Linked DNA regions of Danio rerio: region 2 is linked to region 1. Evidence: chromatin contacts called from public Micro-C data. All regions are on one chromosome and are shown on one strand. Each heading gives the region's core, a stretch centred on a gene start, on an enhancer-like site or on the middle of the called end of the contact. The rest is flanking DNA. Distances are from core to core; before and after follow the strand shown. Region 1 overlaps nt5dc1 (5'-nucleotidase domain containing 1). Region 2 holds the start of si:dkey-121j17.6.

Evidence for each region. A called contact is a pair of places that touch in the nucleus more often than the background predicts.
Region 2: a Micro-C map of caudal fin shows a contact between it and region 1, with 14 times the contacts expected there. The contact joins the promoter of si:dkey-121j17.6 here to the enhancer-like site in region 1. A contact is called at or near these places in 3 of 18 Hi-C or Micro-C datasets (caudal fin, embryo and an unstated tissue).

Annotation. Positions count from the first base shown.
Region 1 is chr20:534,755-538,679 of GRCz12tu, forward strand. All of the region lies in intron 6 of nt5dc1 (5'-nucleotidase domain containing 1), which reads left to right. Among named protein-coding and RNA genes, the nearest start is that of dse, 22 kb to the right of the region's middle. Within about 2 kb of position 2,272, at least 22 of the 62 cell types and tissues checked have an H3K27ac peak or open chromatin away from gene starts, as enhancers often do.
Region 2 is chr20:577,689-581,613 of GRCz12tu, forward strand. si:dkey-121j17.6 reads left to right here and starts at 2,012. Exons shown (of 6, transcript XM_073933910.1): 1 at 2,012-2,187; 2 at 2,719-2,797; 3 at 3,314-3,479. The coding sequence starts at 3,314.

The DNA.
Region 1 (3,925 bases), core at 1,022-3,521:
TAAACACACAAGCAAACAAATAAACACGTGTTATGCCTCCGGTATATTTCTCCCCTCATTACCTTTCTTGCTAAAGACACATTGGTTGTGTTATGATGTAGAACTGCTTGAGGTAATGGTGTCTGTGTGTGCGTTAATCTTGTTTGGGTTATTTGCAGGGTGTGAGATATACCTTGATATGTATAATGTGTATATGGAGCGGGAGGTTTATTATTTTTGGTGATGTTAATGTTTGTCTTTGTTGGTAGGCTAATGTTAGCTTGTGTAATACATGCTTCACTGAATCAAATGTATGTATTTAATTAAACTACATCAAATTTAATAATGAAACATTCAATTGTTCAGTGTTTGAGGGATATTAAGTGTATTCTGACCCTCAGCAACCTCTGATAGGCTCTTTCAAAGGTTACTGTAGGTCAAATTATATACTTTACATATGATTTTTACTTTACTTTCAGGCCACATGTCAAAACAAACACCTATTTTACAGGAAAACGTGTTTTGTGAACACTTACGATGCCTATCGGTGCTCTAGATCTGCCGGTTTTAGACTGCTGACTGAATTATTTCCCGCGCACATACTGATTGGCGCGATTATACATTCACAATGGTATGAGCCGTTATAGGGGTGGTCAAAATGTATGTACATTATCTATTATTTTAATGACTAATATGATTATTAAAGATACAGATCAGTAGATACATTTATCATTATTAATGAACTGGACTGCCCCCCCCCCCCCCCCCCCCCCCCATCCATTTTCTTCAAGTATTTTAGGGCCAAAATCAGGTATGCAAATGCAAATAAAATGCAGGTAGTGTGCAGCAGTGCGCATGTCTGTTTTGGTGAATACAGCGCGTCTAATTGAGCAATAGCGCTATCTGCTGGTCACTGCTTTAAACAGCGACTCTTTTACATGAAAAATGAAACTTATTAAAGGTGAATGACAAAATGTGCCGATTAAAATTTGTTCTTATGGGTGCTGGAAGTAATCCAGTGTTTTCATAGTTGACTAAAGTGTCTGAAAATGTCATTGTGTTGTTTTTTATGCTAATGTAGTAGGTAATAAAGTAGTTTATTACTATTTAAATGCAAAAAAATGATATGACAATGTTTTTAATGTTACTTTAACATTTTTAAATAGGTCACTCATGTTTCAACTCAAAAGATTACAAAGTTTATCTTAATAGGTCAAAATATTTTAAGTCAAAGTTAAGTTAATTCAACAAATAACATGCTGAGGTGTTCTGGGTGGCTAACATGATGCTGCTAAAACATTTAGCATGTTGTTAGGATGCTAACAATTGCCATGCTGATAACATTCTTAGTAAATACAGTGCATGCGGAAAGTATATGATAGCGCTTCACTTTTTCCACATTTGTTTATGTTACGGCCTTATTCCAAAATGGATTAAATTATTGAATGGAATAAACTATTGTTTTGTCTGCAATGAAACACAAGTCAAAGTCATTTTATTTGTGTTTTCCATGCTGTCCCAACCTTTTCTGACTTGCACAAAAGAAGTCAATGGTTACAGGTTTTCAGCTCTCTTCAAAACATCTTCTTTTGTGTTCAACAGAATAAATTGACTGATAAAGGGTGGCAACAAGTAAAGGGTGAGCAGACGATGACAGAAATTAAGTTTTCAGGGTGAATTTTGAAGCATTGTGGGACAATTACAAATGTTTACCACACGAGGGCAGCAGAGTACCCGTAATTCAACCAGGCTCTTTCTTCATCACGTGCATCTGTTGTTTGTTTGGGTTTGAACATTCAAACTCATATTTTGTGGATCAATATTGAAACAGGAATGACAATAACAGGATTATAGCAGCATCCAACACCCTAACATGCAGAAAGACACTGCTGTGTGCTCTTCACACTTGCACTAACAAGCAAACAAACATTGATGCATCTAAAATAGCATTTCTGAAAGAGACAACTAGATATAATGGCTCCAATTTGCTTATTAATTTGACTTTCAATTACAAATTCTGTTTATTACACTCACACACACACACACACACACACACACACACACACACACACACACACACACGCAATCACGCACCACTGTCTCTGTGGTTGAGTGGAGGGCTCTGAGACGTGGCTGTGTGTACGTGGCCAATATAAACCCGAGACGAAGTGAGTATGCCTGTTTTCCTAAAGTCTCCATTTCTGCTGCTGGTGAATGAAGACCCGCTGCTGCTCACATATGGACCGCATTCCTTCACTCCAGGCAAACACAGTCCACTTCCTGTTTTAGTAGGCCGGCCACCCGGCGTAACACTGATACACTTTCACTCGCTCTCTTGGGCTGAACGACACACTCTTATTCTGCAAGGCCTTTTTATTTCTTAAAGGGACAGTTCAGCCAAAAAGCACAATTCTGCCCTCATTTACTCGCGTGTTTCAGAGCTTTAGGACTTGCTTTCTTCTGTTGAACACGTAAGAAGATATTCAGAAAAATGTTGGAAGCCTGTAACCATTGACTTCCGTAGTATTTGTTTTTCCTACTATGGATGATTTCGGAGCTGGGTTGCGGCTGGAAGGGCATCCGCTGTGTAAAACATATGCTCAAGTAGTTGGTGGTTCATTTCACTGTGGCGACCCCTGATGAATAAAGAGACAAAGCCTAAGGAAAATGAATGGAAGTCAATGCAGTAATTTTTATTTTTGGGTGAACTGTCCCTTTAAGAAATCTGCATGTGTAAATTCTCATAGCATCCCATGTGAAACCTGTAACCATTGACATAGTAGGAAAAACAAATCATATGGAAGTCAATGGTTACAGGTTTTCAGCTTTCTTCAAAATTTCTTCTTTTGTGTTCCACTGAAGACATAAACTCATAAAGGTTTGGAACCACTCAAGGGTGAGTTAGTTTTGATTTTAGAGTGAACTGTCCCTTTAAGAAATCAGCATGTGTAAATTCTGATATTGTCCCATTTCCTTGTGCAGCGTTCTTAAAGAGATAGTTCACCCTATAAATAATAAATTAAATTAATAAATGAAACACTCACTATTTACTCTCTCTCTCTCTGAGGTGGTTGAGAAGCTTTAGGACTTTTTTCTGTTTAACACAAAAAAGATATTCAGAAAAATGTTGGAAACCTGTAACCATTGACTTCCATAGTATTTGTTTTTCCTCCTGTGGAAGTCAAAGCTTACATCTTTCTGCTAAATAACAAATGATGATCAAACTCATGAAGGTTTGGAACCACTCGAATAAATAGTGAGTAAATTTTTTTTTTTGAGTGAACTGTCCCTTTAAGAAATCTGCATGGGTAAATTCTGATAGTGTCTGATTTCATCGTCCATCGTTCTTAATCGATAATTCACCCCCCAAAAAACTCACTATTTACTCTCTCTCTCTCTCTCTCTCTCTCTCTCTCTCTCTCTCTCTCTCTCTCTCTCTCCCAAGCAGATGTGAACCTTTATGACTTTGTCTTCTGTTGAACAAAAAAAAAGTTACTTGGAAAAATGATTGAAAGCTGTAACCATTGACTTTCATGGTATTTTTTTCCTACTATGTTAGTTGTTGGTTACAGCTTTTTTTAAAATAGAAAAATCTTCAATGTTTCAACTCATAAAGGTTTGGAAACGCTGGAGGGTGACTAAATAGTGAGTTAGTTTTCATTTTTGGGTGAACTGTCCCTTTAAGAAATCTGCATGGGTAAATTCTGATCGTATCCGCATGTCCTCGTGCAGCGCTTTAAAGGGATAGTTCATCAATAAATTAATAAATAAGTAAAATACTTAATATTTACTCTCTCTTAAGTGGTTGAAAACCTTTTATTGCGCACAATAAAGATGCTTTAAAGAAACTACTAAGGGGAAACTCAGTTAACTTAATGTCTGATTTCTTCTTGCAGCTTCCTGATGGCATAGTTCACAAAAAAAAACCTTTAGGACTTTTGTCTGT
Region 2 (3,925 bases), core at 762-3,261, 43 kb after region 1:
TTACACTCTCAGAAATAAAGGTACACGAGCTGTCACTGGGGTGGTACCTTTTCAAAAGGAACACATTTGTACTTAAAGGGTCCATATTGGTACCTCAAAAGTATATATTAGTGCCAACAATTTTCAAGAGGAACACTTTTGTACTATTTAGGTACTAATTTGCACCCTTAAGGAATTAATATTGACCTTTTAGCCACAAATTTGTACCTTTTGAAAAGGCACAGTGACAGCTCGCCTACCTTTATTTCTAAGAGTGCACAGGAGGAGTTTGATTGATGTAATAGCCAATAAAGCCTTTTCTGTTGATTACTGAGAATAATATGGATAATTTTGGATCCTCTTTGTAGTTCAAATGTAAATAAAAGCTGAGCTCCCCGCAGTAATGCCTCTTGTTCATCGTTTTATTATGTTTTGCGAGAAGCCTGTGTCACTTCTGGTCCAAAAAACCAAACTTGCTGGTTGAATAAAAGTCAGAATTCTGCAGGGGTGTGATTAATTTTGCTTGGCTTGACTGTTGATATGTATTGGAGATGTACAGTGCATACGGAAAGTATTGATAGCGCTTGACTTTTTCCACATCTGTTTATGTCACAGTCTTATTCCAAAATGGATTAAATTGATTGATTTCCTCAACATTCTACACACAATCCCCCATAATAACAATGTGAAAAAGAGTTAAAAATAAAAGCTGTAAAATCAGATGTACATCAGTATCCTTTGCTCAATACTCTGTTGATGCACCTTTGGCAGCGATTACAGCCTCAAGTCTTTCTGAATATGACGCCACACTGTAAAAAATGCTTTTCCTACTTAGATTTAGTCTTGTTTCTAGAATAAATATCTACAAACTCTTAAATCTAAAAGCATTTTCTAGACAAGCAAAACATACTGTCTTGTTTTAAGAAATGATATGCCAGTATTAAGTCAGTTTTTCCTTAAAGCAAGCAAAATAATCAGCCAATGGGATAAGCAAAATAATCATGTCTAAAGAAAAACAAGGTTATTGTATAAAGTGAATGTGCATTCATTAAAATAATGGCGTTTAAAAGGGATTGGGTGACACCTGGGGGCTTGTAGTGGAAAAGCAGGTCAAGTGCAAACTAAATGAGAGGGGTCTGGCTGCAGACTCGGTGCAGATGCAATCTGAGCTGCATCCAATGCTTTTTAATGGGCTCACCTAACCCTACCCGTCAGTGACGTCACTCAATTGAGTGCATTGTGTCTGACGGTGCATCGCTGAGTGATGCAATCTCAGCTTGCATCATAAAGGCTGCATCCAGATGCTAGATTTAGTGAACCTGACCTGTAAGCTCAATAATGGATGTGGATTAATAATGAAAATATTTTCAATGCAGTTTCAGGGCTGGCCTGCTGCTCCTGACACTTTTGTCGTTTTAAGCTTGCTCTACTGAAAAAAAAAAGCTTAAACCAGCTTAGGCTGGTTGGCTGGTTTTAGTTGGTCAGCCAGGCTGGTTTTAGAGGGGGTTAGCCATTTCCAGCCTGGTCTTAGCTGGTCAGGCTGGGAGATGACCAGCTAAATCCAACTTGACCAGCCTTGCCAGACAGGGAGCCCAGCCAAAACCAGCTATGTCCAGCTTAAACCAGGCTGGTCAAGCTAGTTTTAGCTGGATTTAGTTGGTCATTTTCCAGCCTGACCAGCTAAGATCAGACTGGAAATGGCCAAAACCCCTCTAAAACCAGGCTGGTCAACCAGCTAAAACCAGCCAACCAGCCTAGGCTGGTTTAAGCTGGATTTTTCAGCAGGGTGGGCAGCTAAATGAATGCTTAAGTCTATTTAACTAATAATATTTTAATTACTTTACAACATCTATGCTATAAAAGGAACCTTATGAAATCGAAAATGGTCACATGATAAACCGTTCACCGGAGGTTTACCGGTAGCTGTAAAACGTTAGCTGTGCACTCGATTAGCATGACCTGGTGTTACACACACCTTTGTACTGTAGGCGGCGGTGTGCACCTAAAAGCTGTTTGCGTTCCGCCATTAACCAAGAGAAGAAGATGATGGCTAACAAGCAGCTTGCGCTCCAAGTTGTCTGTGCGCTGATTTGCAGCGAAAAACAAAAGCAGAAAAAGAAAAAGAAGCGATTATGGAAGAGAAATTATGTGGAGAGACGAGGCCGACCAGCACCGGCTGCTCCGACGCGCGAGCTGGAGGAGGAGACGGTAATGCAGTACTTTGTCTAGTATGAAAGGACAGGAGACGACTGTGTGCGGGTCAACAAAACGCTGCTCTGGACTTAAATCTTATTAAAAGCGTGTGTATTCTGATAAGAACTTATTTTAGGAAGACGACTTCAGGGAAGAAAGATAAACACAAATGAATTACCTAGAAGGGATGAAGAGATACAGCTGCGGCCGAAGTAAACTAGATTTATATTACTGATTATTACATTACCCGTTACTTTAATAACGTCTACCCCAACCATCACACCAGGCTAAAGTAAAAACAGTAATTATATCGAGTTATAAATGTTATTCATCAAATTACCCATAAAATAGTAGTTTAACCCCCAACATTAACCACAGCCATCTTCATAGTAAGTAAAAACTGAGTATTATTCATATAGTTTATCAAATTACCCATTAAATTGCATTTTATTAAAGTCTACGCCAAGCATCACACTAATGTAAAAATAAGATTTATTTTGTTGTAGTGTTACAAAAGTTATACTATATTTACGTATGTATCCGCAGCTGTATCCCATCTGGACTTTCAGCTGATAATCTAACGGATGATGGATGATATTTACATGTGCATCACCTGAATATTAAGGTAAAGTTGTTTTTATATTAGCACGTTCAAAAATTGTATTTAAAAAGCCTAATAAGGATTAAATATCATTACTATATCAGATATCATTTTAAAACAGCTGATGAGTGCTGTGACTGTCTTCATTCCAGCGTAAATAAATGAAATTATTTTACTAATAATATGTAATAGGCTAAATTAAACTTTGCATTATACTGTTCCTTTATAATAACTACATATGGGAATTAAACTAGAAGATGCGGCCCATGTTAGTGATTCAGAAATGGAGATTTCTGGCTCAGAAAAGCTGAGTTTAGTTCGTTTTATATTTTCACATTCACACTTTCTCCTTAATATAATTTGAGAAAAGTACTCTTTGCTCATTCTAAATCGGGAAATCATATTATAAGCTAATGACTATCAAAACAAATCATTGTTTATAGTCAATTGAATAGTGCTTAAGTTGTTTTGAAGTCACATTTACATGCAATTTCCGACCGAACACTTAAAAATAGTTGTTTTTCCTCACCATACAAATAGATGACACCGAATGCTGGGTTGAAAGATCTGCCGTGGATGACATCAGAGGAGTTTGAGTTCCTGCTCAGCGTGGTCGGACCCCTCATAACCAAACAGCATACGAAGATGAGACGGGCAATAACCGCTAAAGATCGCCTGTATGTCACCTTGCTGTTTTTGGCAACAGGTGGGTCTGCCAGAGCTATATATTAAACAATATTACAGTGATGATTCATTCTAAAGGAAACCTATTATGTCACTTTTGTTAGGGGGTTGTGTGGCAGCAGTGTGTGATTATAACCAGCTTAATTAACTGTATTGTTTATAATCAGACTAGATAGAATCAGTCTGCTGAAACACTGTGATTGACATTCTCCCTTTGTACGTGTCATCAGAGGGGGAAAGCCCCGCCCACTAGTGACCATCTCTCCCTCATTAGCATACGACGTCAGTCTTGTTTCTGAATCTGCCACTATTCTGATGCACAGGCATCTGTAGCTCCGCCCTCTTCAGAAAAGAGCTCAATCTCATTTGCATTTAAAGTGACAGTCACCAAAACACCACAATTAGCATTAAAGCCTGAAAGGGGGAGTTTCAGAGAGTTATAAAACATTATCTGTGTGGTGTTTTGAG